Regions from separate parts of the Mus musculus genome. Here all the other regions are linked to region 3. Evidence: chromatin contacts called from public Hi-C and promoter capture Hi-C data. All regions are on one chromosome and are shown on one strand. Each heading gives the region's core, a stretch centred on a gene start, on an enhancer-like site or on the middle of the called end of the contact. The rest is flanking DNA. Distances are from core to core; before and after follow the strand shown.

Region 1 (4,959 bases), core at 890-3,389, 200 kb after region 3:
ACCCTGTATGGAGATAGATAGATAGATAGATAGATAGATAGATAGATAGATAGATAGATGGTAGATAGGTAGATAATAGATAGATAGATAGATGATAGATAGATAGATGATAGATAGATAGATAGATAGATAGATAGATAGATAGATAGATAGATGGATAGATAACCAAACTCATTCAAGGAAGGCCTACATTTTCCTAAAATGAGAAAATTCTAATTATTTACTTGACCAGCAAAATTCAAAATAATATCCCTTTAACTGGGTTTTTGCTTGTCTTGTTTTCTGATTTTTTTTTTGAGACAGAGACTCACTATGAATTCCAAGGCAATATCAAATTTGTGATTCTCCTGCCTCAGCCTCCAAAGTGTTGAGGATTATAAGCATGTACCACCACCAAGCCCAGTTAATACCATCCCTTTGATTGGCAACTTTTAGTGCTTTTACGGGGTGACTTGCTCTATGAAGCTGTCAGCACCTCTAGGGTTTCAGGAATAGACTTATGGACTGAAGGCAGGTAAGTGACTGTCTGAGTTAATGTTCGCTTCTGCAGGCTTGGAAACCAGTGAGCTGAAAAATGGCCAGCGTTCCAATGATAAACGGGGATTTGATGACACAAGGAAAAATGACAAAAAGATTAAGGTGGCTGTGATCACAGAGTCTTCTGGGCTACACGTGTGTGTGTTGATCAAACAAGAGTGACGAGAACCTCAGGCACGGATAGGGAGGGGAAAAAGAGGAGACCGACAGGGAGTGTGTTATGGGTATGAGCAATGTTACAGCCCCAGTGACCACAGAGCAAAAGATGGAGGGTTTTCAAACACATGATAAATACGACCAACTTTCAGAGCCCAGATCAATAAAAACAAATCTGAACTGGGCCGAAGGGAAGAGGAGGAGGAGCATGAAGGTCCCATAACGTCCTAGTGATTTATTTGAAGGAGAACCGTGACGTGCCCTGAATAGGAAATGGGAAGGAGGAAAAAGACTGGCTTCTGTAGAAATCTGTCTGACTGTCCCTTTCTTGCCCTTTACTTTCATCTCCCTCAGCCGCTCCCCGCACCCTTCTGACGGGGTTCACAAAACGCTTGTGGAGTCAGGGAGGTATTTGTAATGCTTCATTTCCACTCGGACTTGCCCGCAGCACGGTGTGTCCGTAGACAATTGCTATGGCTCTAGGAAACCGGAAGGATAACGGGGCAATCAGCCAGAGATGCATCAGCCTTTCTCCCATCATTTCTGTTGTTGCCCTAAAGCACAGGATTGCTGGGTCAGAAGTCAGCTTGACAGCCCAGTGGGGCTGTCAGGGACCTCTCTCTAGTAGGGCCGGTGATATCTTGGCATTTTGATGCTGTTGTTTCGAGGTTTGCATGGTGTTGTTTTAATAAAACAACAGGAGAATTTTTAAAACATACATTCTAAATATAGCCATGGTAAGTGACTAGTGTTTAAAAGAGAGCGTGAACTTGAAAACCCTTGAATGTGTTGCAGGGGGTGGGCGGGAGAGAGGGGGAGGGGAGAAGGCGGAGGGAGGAGGAAGTGGGGGGGCTGCAGTTTGTGTGAAGTGACACACGGTTCCCATTTCTAAAATTGCCTTTGAGCCCACGATTGCCCACTCTGAGGTCAGCCAGTTTATTGCAGTCATTGCCTCTTTGACCAAGAAGTAATGGGCTTGAATTTCCATGGTATGTGGGAATTGCTGCTGTCAATTTCTTAGCTGACAGCCAGCCACCCAGGAAGGTTCAGTAGGCCTAAGCTAGTTAGCAATTATCCTGACCTGGTGGGAGGAAGGCCCATGATTTTGCTAGTACCAATGGAGGCCAAGAAACCAAGCAGAGCAAGCACATAGCCTTAGGAAACATCAGACACTCACTCTCATATCTTGCTTCTTTCTCCCATGTCCAGTCACCAATAACAGCAATAAATGCTGAGCTCTAGAGGTAGCCCAATGGTAGAGAGCTTGCCTAGCGTGCCTGTGAAGCAGTAGGTTCGATTCCCAGTTCTGCTCCACCCCCAAAATTACAATGAGTGCCCACTGGTAAAACCCTTGCCACATCCTAGATCACAAGCACGCAAGGGCCGCTTGGTCTTGGCGGGTTCTTGTCTCTAGGCGTTGGTGAAACTTGGGTGGTATGTTCCCTCCCCCAGCTGCCCCCCAGCTTCCTGTTCTAAGCCAGCCACACCATGATCTCGCCCTGGGTGTTTGGGCAGAGTGTAGAAGCCAAATCAGTTTCCTCCTTTCTCCTTGGCAAGTCAACCTTCTCCTCCTACCTAGTGAGTGGTCTCCATCCCACGCCACGGCTATATCTTTGGCTAACACCACAGCCAAGGCTCATGGCCAGGAGAAAGAAGTTAGCACCTGCCCAGGGGAAGTGAGGGGAGATGGAGGCTTCAAACGAGAAAAAAGGAGCATATGCTTGGTGGATTTACACTTTTAAAAGCAGTTTTGACATTTGTTTTTCTCTACAAGAAATGTTGGTAGAATACTCCGATGCCAAAACGCTTTGGGGAAAAGACACTATGAAGGCAAATGCCAGAGCTGAACGGGGCTTTCTGCACTCGCTTTCCCTGGGAGGTGGCAAGTGAGGACGTCATCTGAATTCTCAGAGGGGAAACTGAGGCATAGAGAACTAAGAGTCCTCAGCTGCCCAAGTAAGCAACAGGGGTTTAAAGGCAGGTTTGCCCCGCCCCTCCCCTCCCCGACCTCACCCCACCCCTCCTCTGTGAGCTTCCCTTCTTCTGAGGCAGCCTCGCCTGACAGTTTGACAGGTTAAAAAAAAAAAAAAGGGGGTGGGGTGGGGGTGGGAGTTGTCTGAGTTTAATAGAACATGTGTGTTAGGGTTAAGGGAAAAAAAAGCAAAAGGGTATTTTTCTTCGATAAAGTTTGGGGGTGAATGACACAATATGTTATAAGCACAAAAAAAAAAAATAGTTGATTATATAAGCCAGGCAGAGGGGATTACAGAGAGGGCGTGTGATGAGAGCTGGGGATGAAACTGAGGTATAGGCAGAGGGGAGGGGGCCTGCCTGAGGACAGCGTCCTCACACCTCTCTTCCTTTCCACTTCCTCTCTTCCCACTCCTTCCTACAAAACCAAAAAAAAAAAAAAAAAAAAAAAAAAATCTTGCGAAGGAAAAAGAGGGAATTAAAAGAAAGAGAGAAATAATGCAGGAGCCCTTAGAGGAATGCAGTCGCCATAATCACGGTGACAGGACCTGCTTAAGGGCTCCCCACCCCCACCCCCACTCCACCACGTGTACGTTTGTCTGTGTGTCTGAAAAACATCCTGCTTATATGCTTCCCACAACCTGAACACCAAGTGCCTTCCAACCCACAGAGAAGCTTCCCACTTGGAAATCAGGAAAGCAGAAGAGACAGATCCCGGGGTTGGCAGAAATCTCCAGGAGGGGCCTGGTAGGTAATAGGGCCTCGCGCAATGTAGTGGTAAAGCCTGGAATGACCTGCCCCACCCCCACCCACCCCGCAGGCACGTCACGGTGATGACGGACAGAGCCTCAGGCTTCTCCAGATGAGGAGGAGAAAGTATGATCCTCCCTGCCTGCCCGCTCAGCCACCTTGCTGCCAAACCAGCTGCCCCTTTGTCTCCTGTCATTAGAGACAGCTCTGTTGGTGGCTTCCCGCAGAAGAGAAGCAGCAAGAAGATGAACTGTTATTTGGGGAACACACCTGCGCACAGGACAGAAATGGATGGGAGTAGGGGGTGGGGCCCCGGAGGCTTCTAATCAAAAGCCACTTCCTCTGGGTCTCCAAGCCCAGTCCTGACGGGGGATTTGTGCTCCCCTGGGGCATAGGAGTGAGAAAATAAAGAGGGCAGGAGAAAAATAAGAAATGCCCTGTACGCCCATGGTCACTTTGGAGGGGATGGAGATCTCCGCGTCCTGGATAGAAGTGATTTGGGTGGGATGTGCTTCGCTAGTCTTGCTTTCTTCCGTGGCAGCGGAATCAGAGCTGTGCATCTATTTTCTGGAGGGAGATCACTTGTCTCCACTGAGAAGGCTGTTTATTCTCCTAAAAGATCCTAAACCAAAAAAGGAAGTGATGGAGTCTCTCATTTAAGTGGACCAATATCTAGAGGAATCCCTGGCTACAGATCAATGAAGAGAGTCCTGAGAGCCACCCCTGGATGCAGGGCCACCTGCAGCAGTGATCTGGGGCAAAAGCAGAATAGCAAGGGTCCATCCGTGCATGAACTGGTTAGAGCTGCCCGGTTCTACACTCTCTGGCCTTAGATTCAAATCTTTGAAGAAACAGAGGTGGATTCTTGCTAGGAAGGAATTCGCAGGTCACTGCTTTAAAGGCTCAGAGGATCCGTTAGCGACAATTCAGGACGACACAGTAAGGGGATGTGTCTGACTTCTTAGACATTTGGCAGGCAGGTTAACATTTCAGTTCTTCAAGAGCCCAACGTGTAGAGAAGCCAAGCCTCCTGCGTCCCACATAAATTGGTTTGCGCCTCTGGTAGAACATTTAAACAGAAGCTGACAGGGAGCTGAAGGGTCATTGTCCATCCAGTGATTACAGATTTTTCAGGCGCCATTTACCTATGCCTTTTTGTCCTCCCCTGCTAAGCTAAATGCCCACTAAGGCAGAATGATCCCAGCCATGGCTACAGCAGTCAGGGCAAGGAAATGCACACACTAGGAACTTGAGAGATGGCTTAGTGGAGAAGGTGCTTGCAGAGAGGACCAGAGTTTGAATCCCTGAACCCACTTAAAAGCCAGTCAGGCATCGTTGCTGCCTGTGTTCCTAGGAAGTAAGAGAGAGGTGCTCCACTGAGGCAGGCTTGTGGGCCCACAAGACCAAGACTGGCCAGAATTGCTAAGCTCTGGGTTCAGCAGGAGACTCTGCCTCAATCCCTAGAGAGTGACTGAGAAAGACACCCAAGTTTGCTTTTTAAACATCCACAGGCATGTACACAAATGTGCCTAAATATCTATGAAT
Region 2 (4,639 bases), core at 487-2,986, 130 kb before region 3:
GGGGAGCTGGTTAGTTTTTGTTAACTATTTTTAAAAAGATTTATTTTATTATTCATTTTATGTATGTGAGTTCACTGTTGCTCTCCTCAGACACAGCAGAAGAGGGCATCGGATCCCATTACAGATGGGTGGGAGCCACCATGTGGTTGCTGGGAATTGAACTCAGGATCTCTGAAGAGCAGTCAGTGCTCTTAATTGTTGAGCCATCTCTCCAACTTGTTTTGTTTGTTTTGTTTTGTTTTGTTTTGTTTTGTTTTGTTTTGTTTTTCAGCTCTCCCCCACCAATCCCCTCCCCTTCTCCCTTTTGCTCTGGCCCCCACTTGCTCTGGCTATCCAGCCTGGTTTTTGTCAACTTGACACAAACTAGAGACACCTAGAAGGAGGAGAGCTCAGGTGAGGAACTGCTTCCTTAGATTGGCCTGCGGACACAGCTGTGGGCTGTTTTCTGGATTAACCGAAACCCGCTGTGGTACCACCCCTGGATAAGTGGTCCTGGGTTGTATAAGAAAGCAAGCTAAGCAAGCCACCAGGAACAAGTCAGGAAGCAGCAGCCCTCTGGTAGCCTCTGCTTCAGTCCCTGCCTCCAGCTTCCTGCATGATGGCTGCTTAAAGCCCAATAAACCCTTTCCTCCCAGAGTTGCTGTTGGTCAATGTCCTACCATTCCAGCAGCAGAAAGCTAAGACAAACTGACAGTGGGTATGGACCGGGGAGCACCCACTTCATACATGGGGCGGCTGCTCTCCAGCAGAGCGACCTCTGGCTTAAGGCTCATCTCTAGTCTCAAGTTTTGTTGACAGCAAAATGAGGTGCCCTGTTCCAGGGTCCCAGGGAAAACAAGCAGTTGATTGGCATTTGGCAGGATCTCGATACCTTTAATCTGCTTATATACATAGGAACCAATGAAAAGGGCTCACAATCCTGCACACTCCTTCCTGGAGTCTATAACCCATGCAGGGGGGAGGTGGGGCTACCTGGTAAGAGGGCTGGGATTGGGGAGTTGGTGCTGCAGAAAACAAGAGAGATGGGTGCCCATTTCATGGTCTCTCAGCTGCCCAGGGGTGAGGTGGAAGATTGACCTTGCAGCTGGGTAAAGATGGGCATCTGCTCACCTCGTGGACGGGAGGGGGGCGTGTAGGTCACTCAGAAGCTTTTAAAAGGAGGTAGGATTTTCCTTTTCTTTTTTTGAGATTGGGTTCTCATTATGTAGGCCTGGAACTGGCTTTATGGACTAAGGATAATCTCGAATTTAAAGGTCTGCCTGCTTCTTCTGGGATTACAGGCATGCAACGGCCACTGCTGGTGGTCTTTTGCGTCCATCTTGAAGGGCAGGAAGAAGTGGGACCAGAATGGGAAGCTTGGTGGGAACTTGGGTTTCTGAACGACCTTTGGAGACCGGTTCGAGCATTATGCTGGTGACCCCCTCATTGGGCAGTGGAGCAAGCACCCCAACAGGAAGCCCAGTGAGAATCCGAAGTGTAACAAGACCAATAAGCGTTAGGCACCTGGGCTGCTCATTCAAAGGCTCTCCCGTTTTTACGCATGATGGACAAAGCCCAGGGCCAAAAGGGTCAGGACCCTCCCCAGCGGTGCGACCCTAAATTGTTAGGAGGTGGCTGCACTCCCGGGGGCTCCCGCCTCTCCGGAGGGGACTCAGTCGCGCCACCGTCACTCAGTCTGTCGCCCGCACACCTCCCCCTCCAGCGCCCCGAGCCTGCAGCTTTCCCCGAAGACATTTGGTGTCAGTATAAGGACGGCTTTTCCTCGCACGCGGCGCGGCTCGGTCTCGCCGCCGCCGCACGTCCCCGCACCGCCTGGCGCTCCGGCTCCTCCGCAGCCCCCGTCGCGCGCAGCCCCTTTGCGCCTCGAGTCCGGGCCGGGGGCGCCAGGGGCGCCGAAGCCGGGGACCCGGGTGACCCGACCCCGCGCTCCGCCGCGCCTGCCGCCCCGCACCTGCCCTGCCGCGGCCCCGCGCCCCCGCCCCCGGCCCGGAGCGCCGCGCGCCCGCCGCCCGCCGCGCGCTCCAACTCCGCGCGGTCCGCCGCTCGTCCGCGCCACCCGCCCCGAGCCGCGGCGACCCGCCCGCCATGGCCCGCGCCCCCGGGCCCGCCACCCTGCGTGCGCCGCCCCCCTCGCCCCGGGGGCGCAGCTGATCCCGGAATCTGAGGCGTGGGGCCGGCGGGGCGCGGGGTCCCTCTCCACGCCGGCTTCGGGGACACGCGTCACCCCCGCATCTCTGCCCGGGACGACCCCGCTGCCCAGCCACGTCCATGCCAAGGTAGGGGAGGCAGTGACGGTGGAGGGGGAAGGAGAGGCTCAGCCCCCAGCTTGGTTTCTTGGCGCGTCGGGCTCTTTCTTTATAGAGGCGTTTTTGTTTGTTTATTTATTTATTTATTATTTCTGGGGACTGATCCCCCTCACCCGCCCGCGCGTACCCATCAGGTGGGCGTCACATCCCTTGCTTGGGGGGTGGGGTGGGGGCCCTGCGTTGGAAGGACAGGGAACTTTGACCGGGGCCCCTCTCCAAGGCCACGAAAGTTCTCTTGGTGCCAATACTGAAACCCAAAGCCGGCTCAACCAGCGCTGCAGAAATTTATTCAACAAGTCAGGCTGCTGGCGGGGGCCCGGGCGGTCTGTCCGTCCGTCCTGCTGTCCCTCTGCTGCGGCTCTGCGACCAGCTGGATCAGAGCTGGTGCCAGTGTCCGGCAGGGCTGAGCTAGGAGCGTTAGCTAGAGACGGAGGACGGCGGGCGGGATTGAGTGAGAGAACCCCGGGCAGGGTTTAACTTTCCTCCAGGCCGGGTGGTGGAGGGCCCTTCCTTCGCCAGTCACCCTAGGCGCCCACCTAGGTCGCGCTGCATGAAGCCAGGTCGGGTTGGAGCGGGCAGTCCAAGGGGCCAAGAGGAGTCCTCAGCTGCCAGGGAGAAGGTTATATAATGAGTGTTTGTGATGATTGGGATTTAATTGTCTGTTGGATGGTGTGTGTGGAGTGAAGGGGCAAGAGGGCTCAGCAGGGGGTGGGTAGATCTCTTTTCTGGGAGGTCAGGAAGCCTGGGGGAGGGGGCTCAGAAATAGGCCCAGCGGAGACAGCGGCCAGCCCCTGTGCTCTGTCCTTTCTCAGCAGGATCTTAGGTTTTTGAGAGGAGATCGGGGTCCAAGGAGAGACCCCTGAATGTATTCTGGCCTGTGGAGTCTGGGTTTTGAGTTGTATGCATGTGTGTAGGTGTGAGTGCATGCGTGTGTGTGTGTGTGTGTGTGTGTGTGTGTATGACAGAAAAAAGGAGAGAGGCAGAGAGAGAGAGAGAGAGAGAGAGAGAGAGAGAGAGAGAGAGCCTGCCTCTCTGTGTCTGCGTAGTGTGACAGGGTCTGCTTCGCATGTGACTGCCGTCCTAGAATGGAGGGCTCAGGCTGGCCTGAGCAGTCCTTTCCTCATTGCTCATTGTGTGGGAGATTTGTCTCTGCAGATTCTACCACTGCCTGCAGACTCAAATGCCACACACAAGGAAGGGTATGGGTCCCAGGGCCAGGCTGGGGAAAAGGTTTGCTGAGGGGGTTCAGGCCTGTCTTCTGGTTCTCACTCACTAAACTGGAATCACTTCGTGAATCAACATCCGGACTCAGCTTCAAGGACTCCTTCAAAACTCTTGTCCACCCCTCGGGACAAACTTTCTGTTTGGGCTCCAAGTCCTGGGCCTGGGCAGTAGTGGTTTCCAGGCACGGGGTATCAGTGGGTGAGATGTCAGGATGGGATAGGAAGATATGAGCTAGAACTAAGCTTGGGGCAGCAGATTAGGGGTGGATGAAGAGACAAGAAGGGGACCCTGCGCTGGCCTGGCACCCAACTGGAGAACCTTCCATAACCGTAGAAGGCCTGAGGGAATCACTACGGCTGCTCAGAGCAGTGCCTGCGAGCAGGAGGCTCCTCAGGCAGCTAGAACAGTTTGGGGGAGGGGCTAAAAGCCTGTCTGGAGGCCCCTCTTTCCCTCGACTGAAGTTCTCTACCCTTCTTACCTGAGTTCCTGTCTAACCTCCTTGTCTGCCTTCCCCACTTGGCTCTTGAATCAATAGCTTCTGCAAGACTGGACCAGTGAGGGTATCTTCTAAGTCCGCCAGGGGGCGCCGGCAAGTCTTTATCCCCGCAGGTTGACTCCCCTTGACCTTGGGCAAGTGGGTGGGGTTTTGCTGTAGGAACCTCCCGCTCACTCCTCCACCCTAGTCGACTCTCCACCATAGAGGACTTGCTTGTCATTCACCCATCCTGGGAAGCGGCTACTGCAAGCGGTACCCTAAAACCTCCAAGTGCTTCTGAACTCAAGAGACGTGCTCAGAACACACAGTCTGGCCACATCTCCTGCTCTGTCCCTACCGTTCATCCCCATACCCCAAGTGCAGCTCCCAGGACAGACTCTGGGCCGTGCCCTTCCCCCACAGAGGCCACCCCCAGCAGATTAGAGCTCTCTTGCCGAGGTGATGATAAAGGCTGGTGCGGTTTCACTGCCTCTCATCATTGTCTTGTTCTCCGACTCCCCAGCACTGCATTTAGGATGCTTCAAAACGGCCTGCAAAGAGTAGATGCTGGGTTGGGGTGTGTGTATGTGTGTGTGTGTGTGTGTGTGTAGGTCTAGAGGAGGGGAGATCAGGG
Region 3 (5,013 bases), core at 15-2,514:
GGGAAGGTTCTACTCCTTAAATTAATGACTGGGTTTAATGGCCCCAAGAGGGGCCTCTCCTTTCCCTGGGCTCTGCTTAATGGTTTCGGCCTGCTGCTTCCTCAGGCCTCTTTCTCTTGACTGTCACTGCTTCTCCAGTGCCGCCAACAGGCTGATGTTCCCCTGGGCTCTGGGACCAGGTCAGCCCTGGCCTTCAGCTGTCTGTGCTCGGGCTCTGAGCCAACGGAATCTGGACATTATGCTCTGAGAACTTCCTAGCCTCAACCACTCGGTGGTAAAGTGGCTCACTGACTGAGTGGGGAAAGGGTTAGCTCCCTACCTGCCTCCCCTACACGCCCCCCCCCCCCCCCCCGCGTCCCCAGCATCTGGGGTGAATACGAATGACCTGCTCCACCTGTCTCTTACGTTTGGCAGATCCTGATGCCATCAGAAGGGGCTTAACATCTTGGTCGTCTGTCCACTCTTTCAGGTCAGTCAGGGTGACCTCTGTTGTCCCCTGCCCCTCCACTTAGGGAGCCTAAATGCTCTATTTCACTGTTTTCAAGGTCTACTGTAAACCAGGCTAGTCTTGAACTCTCTCTCTTTTTCTCTCTCTCGTGCCTCTGTTCACCCTGCCTCTATGTCTAAGAGCTGGGATTATAGGTGTGTATCACTATGCCCAGTTTATCCAGTGTTGGACCCTAGGATTCAGTTACAGCAGACAGGAGCTCTACCAACTAGGGCACTACATCCATCAAGGGGCTCCTCAGCTCTTGGAACCTGCTCCTTGGAGGCCAGCTGCTCTGCCCTGAGGGCATGAAGGGACCTTGCCCCCATGAGTTCTCTATTAAAGGAGAAAAAGATCTGAGAGCAATGCGGCCCATCCAGCCGTCTTTTGGGCTTGAAATCTGCTGCCATCAGTGGATCATATCTGTAGAAGGGCCATGCAGCTCAGAGTCTCTACTCAGCCCCCAAGAGAATGATGTCATTTTGGTTTCAGCATGTTGTCACAGCAGGGCCGTTGGGGGAGGACCTCGAGGTGCTGGGGTGGCATGGAACTGGAAAGCTCTCAAGTGACCGGGCAAGTGTACCCCACATTCTAGGAGTCCATGAGGATGTGACAGGGATGCAGATGGCCCTGTCAGTTTGAGGAGGAGGGTCATGGAATGCTCCTGTCCCCTGACTGTGTCCCTGCTCATCATGATGATGGGGTGGAGCAGGGAGCCCGGCAGGCTGTGCAGTGTCACTGTGGGAGGAAACCCTCCTACTGTCTAACTTATGTAAGCCTCAGCCACTGTGCTCTGGGAGACACTGTGTTCTTGTCCCCTGCTGCAGGAGCTGCCTAAGGACAGTAAACTTGTGCTGGCTCTAGAGCAAAGCTGTCTTCATTACCCACTGCCTCCAGGGCTCAGCCCAGAGCTCAAATGTCAGTGAAGGGAGCCATACCCAGGTGGCTTCCCACATCTGGGCTCAGCTCGCATAGACCCTGCTGCCATGGGTGGTGCAGCCTATGCAGCTGCCCTGTTCAATGAGTTTCCAGTGCCTTCCATTTCTCAGTAATAGTCCCGTTCAGACCCATCCTCTTGGCTGCCAGAGAAACAGAGATTCAAGACTTTTTTTTTTTTCCCTGAATTTTTGAGACTTCATAGCTCAGGCCTCATCCACGCTCCCTCCCCTCTCCCTTCCAAGAGCTGAGATTGCAGATGTGCCACCATGCTTGCCTAGGACACAGGATTAAGGGCTACATCAGGGACTTGCACTCTGGCTTTGAGAACTTTCTAGAAACAAAGGCTGTGATGGTTTGTATATGCTTGGCCCAGGGAGTGGCACTATTAGGAGGTGTGGCCTTGTTGGAGGAGGTGTGTCACTGTGAGCATGGGCTTAAGACCCTCATCTTAGCTGCCTGGAAGCCAGTATTCTCCTAGCAGCCTTCAGATGTAGAACTCTCAGCTCTTTCTGCACCATGCCTGCCTGGACGCTGCCATGCTCTGCCTTGATGATAATGGACTCAACCTCTGAACCTGTAAGCCAGCCCCAAATATATGTTGTCCTTTATAAGACTTTCCTTGGTCATGGTGTCTATTTACAGCAGTAAAACCCTAACTAAGACAAAAGCCACGAAGGATTCAATTCAGTGGCATTGGAAGCAGCTCTATGGTGAAGATGGTGTGTTATGTGGCTTCCTCAATGGCCTGTCAAGAACCGCGTGGCTCTTGCTTGGGGCTGACAAGAGTCTCCAGCACAGCAGGATGGGAGCAGAGGAGCAGGAGCTATAGACTGAGCTGGAGGGGCCTTCTGCTGGGGAGCAGAAAGGTTGGAGAGAAACATCAGTTTTTTGGGAGGATTCAGGGGGCTCTCAGGGAGGGAAGGCAGCTCCTGGGCCTTCTAAGGCTTTTGTTTCTAGCACTGACCCATCTCTGAGGCAGTCTCAGCCTCTAAGCCATGGGCTGGCTTGCCTACCACGGCTGTCATTACCATCCCACAGCCTGTCATGGTATGTGGGCCTAGGCTGATCTCTGTACCTTCTGAACCCAGAACCTTCTGCCTGACATCTCAGCCTTTCCAAGTGCCCAGGAGGAATCCCCATAGCCCTACCTCCATCAGGGGTGGACAGGGGTGGTTTCTGGAATGGAGGGAGGGGTTCTGTGAGCCTGGCTATAGAACAGATCTCCTCAGAGGGCTCCTTTGTGGGTCTCTGTTACCCAGGTGAAGGTATGCAGGTTATCTGTAGATGGCTTTGTAGGGCTTGGAGAGGAGATTGAAGACCACATAGGGACATGGAGATTTCATGGAGGAAGAGGATCTAGGTCTATTCTGAAGGCTCTGAAGGCTGGGTATGGCCTAATGTGAATGCTCGGCACTTGGCCCAGGATCTGGACCAGAGGAGAGAAGGGATGGATGAATGAATGAATGAATGAATGAGTGTAAGAGTAGTTGTCAAAGCCTGAGTGGGGTTGGCTATGAGGCTTACCTGGAAGCTTAAGAGAAATGGAGAGGTGCTGGGGCTGACAGGACATCCCAGCAGGTTGTAGAGTTGAGCCAGTAGGTGGTATCCAGGGAGGCCTATGACCTTTGACCCAAGGACTGCATTCCCAAAAAATTATCGAACAAATACACAAAGCTACTTATAGCAGTTATGGAAGCAACCCAAGCTTCCATCAAGACAGGGTTGAAACTGATAATGCGGCATTCCCCCTGGGTATCCTGGAATTCCAAGAAACCACCAAAGGGGACAGACTCCATCTGTGTGGCCTGAGAGAGAAAGATCTGCAAGGGGCATCTGGACCATTCTTAAATGAGACATGGCACATGCACAGCCAAGTGTGGCAAGAGATGGAAGGAAGAAAGGGAGGGTGGAGAGAGGGAGGAGGGAGGAGGGAGGAGGGAGGAGAGAGGATGGAGGACGGAGGACAGAGGACAAAGGAGGGAGAGAAGGGAGGAAGCAAAGAGGGAGTGAGGGAGAAAAAAAGAAAAAAGGAAGAGAGGGAAGGAGGAAGGAGAAAGGAGGGAAGGAGGGAGAAAAGAAGAAAAAAGGAGGGAAGAGGGAAGGAGAGAGGGAAGAGGGAGAGAGGGAGGAGGGAGGGAGGGGGAAGGAGGGAGGACTTAGAGTACACAGTTGATGTGTCTGCTTTGGTAGTTTAGGCAGAAGAACTGTGGGTGGGGGTTTAGAAAGGAAAACTGACAGTATAAACCTGTCTTCGACCCTTTTTATTTGATATCTTGATTTTAAAAAACCATTATTAAAATGGGAAACAACATGCCATGCTTGTCCACCACCTTTCTGGTAGGCTGGTGCAGGGTCCTTGCTGATAAAAGATGAACTTTAAGGCAACTTCCCTCAAACGCAGAGGTTCAGACCAGGTCAGGCTAGTGCTGAGAGAGACAGAGTTAGGTCTATGAGTATCCAGGAAAGAGCAGCTGGAGGTGGGCACGGCCCAGCATGTGGGCACAGGAAAGATTCCTCAGGGCAGGGTGAACAGATACATCAGGGCTACTGGGGTTTCCCTGGGGCAGGAGAGCCATGCTAGGGCCTGACAACACAAGTAGCTGTCCCGGTGTGGACATCAGAGTGTGATAATAGAAATATAACAGCTGGGGTGTCACGGGCCATGCTTTAGGCAGTTCTTACCCAGAGTATGGAGACGAGATTGGGAAGGCTGAACATGCTGGGCAATGGGGAAAGAGCATACACAGCAGACTGGTTAGAATTTATTTAAAAGAATCTTGTAAATTTGCGATTAAAATGCAAATAAAATAAAACGAAATATTTATTTATTTATATAAATATATGAGTATATTTATATTTCTAATTTACGTCCATGCTTGCATGTATGTATGTGTAACCACATGCATTCCTGGTTCCCCTGTGGAGACCCAAGAAGAGAGTCAGGTCACTTAGAGTTATAGACTGTTGTAAGCACTATGTGGTTGTTGGGAACCCAACCCGGATTGTCTTGAGGAACAATCAGAGCTCCTGATCATGCAATAATCTCCCCAGCTCCATGAATCCCTTGCTTTTAATAAAAAGTGGCTGAGAAGAGGCATGACCCAGAGGCCCTTGGGGAATTCCTGTACAAACACCAGGGGACTGCCCCCTCCCCAACTGCTCCCGTTCGCTCAAGTTCTCAAGAACATTTGATGTCCCATCTGTCTCTAGATGGGTTTGGTTGGATTTAACACGGTCAGTGAATCTCTCTGTGGCCAGCCATTGAGATTTCCTATGTGGTCGTAGAACTCAGCCTGGCATTTCCCATAATCCATTTCACTTTCTCCAAATGTGATACCTTCAAAGTCATTATCCTGCTGTCACAGATGAGGAAATGAGTGACTGACGTCTCATTGTAGTCACAGCCTGGCCTGGAAGCTGTTGGCCTTGAAACCCCAGCCACAGCTCATAAGAAGCCAGATGCTGGTCCTTGGTTAGGCCTCTATCACTATCCCATGGCTCAAACTCATCCCAGGTTTTAACAGCTTTCTCTCTTGCAAGGCTCCCAGAGACAGGCAGAGCAACCGTCATATCTGAGGAAATGCCAT

The links. Promoter capture Hi-C pulls out the DNA fragments that hold promoters and counts their contacts. Hi-C and Micro-C count contacts between places; a contact is called where the count stands out from the background.
Region 1: a Hi-C map of cerebral cortex shows a contact between it and region 3, with 2.1 times the contacts expected there. The contact joins two enhancer-like sites. A contact is called at or near these places in 1 of 39 promoter capture datasets (hippocampal neurons), 1 of 15 datasets of contacts at CTCF or cohesin (the NIH/3T3 cell line), 3 of 484 Hi-C or Micro-C datasets (cerebral cortex, cortical neurons and nephron progenitors), 2 of 115 datasets of contacts at active chromatin or transcription factors (T-cell acute lymphoblastic leukemia and large pre-B cells) and 3 of 9 other capture datasets (embryonic stem cells, liver and pancreatic islet).
Region 2: a contact with region 3 is called in a promoter capture Hi-C map of hippocampal neurons, with 2.6 times the contacts expected there. The contact joins the promoter of Cacna1i here to the enhancer-like site in region 3. A contact is called at or near these places in 15 of 39 promoter capture datasets (the 3T3-L1 cell line, the C10 cell line, the HPC-7 cell line and 10 more), 2 of 15 datasets of contacts at CTCF or cohesin (the NIH/3T3 cell line and large pre-B cells), 6 of 484 Hi-C or Micro-C datasets (the G1E-ER4 cell line, bone marrow-derived macrophages, cerebellar granule neurons and 3 more), 2 of 115 datasets of contacts at active chromatin or transcription factors (embryonic stem cells and forebrain) and 3 of 9 other capture datasets (embryonic stem cells, liver and macrophages).

The regions. Positions count from the first base shown.
Region 1 is chr15:80,612,537-80,617,495 of GRCm38.p6, forward strand. The region is part of intron 1 of Grap2 (GRB2-related adaptor protein 2); the gene reads left to right. Among named protein-coding and RNA genes, the nearest start is that of Mir6957, 31 kb to the right of the region's middle. Within about 2 kb of position 2,140, at least 42 of the 459 cell types and tissues checked have an H3K27ac peak or open chromatin away from gene starts, as enhancers often do. A contact at or near this core is called in cerebral cortex, where this site is marked.
Region 2 is chr15:80,285,502-80,290,140 of GRCm38.p6, forward strand. It overlaps Cacna1i (calcium channel, voltage-dependent, alpha 1I subunit), which reads left to right and starts at 1,737. Exons shown (of 37, transcript NM_001044308.2): 1 at 1,737-2,276. It overlaps Gm31319 (a long non-coding RNA gene), which reads right to left and starts at 4,230. Exons shown (of 2, transcript XR_384257.3): 1 at 4,009-4,230; 2 at 2,367-2,911.
Region 3 is chr15:80,417,072-80,422,084 of GRCm38.p6, forward strand. No RefSeq gene overlaps it. Among named protein-coding and RNA genes, the nearest start is that of Gm41363, 19 kb to the left of the region's middle. Within about 2 kb of position 1,265, at least 18 of the 459 cell types and tissues checked have an H3K27ac peak or open chromatin away from gene starts, as enhancers often do. A contact at or near this core is called in cerebral cortex and hippocampal neurons, where this site is marked.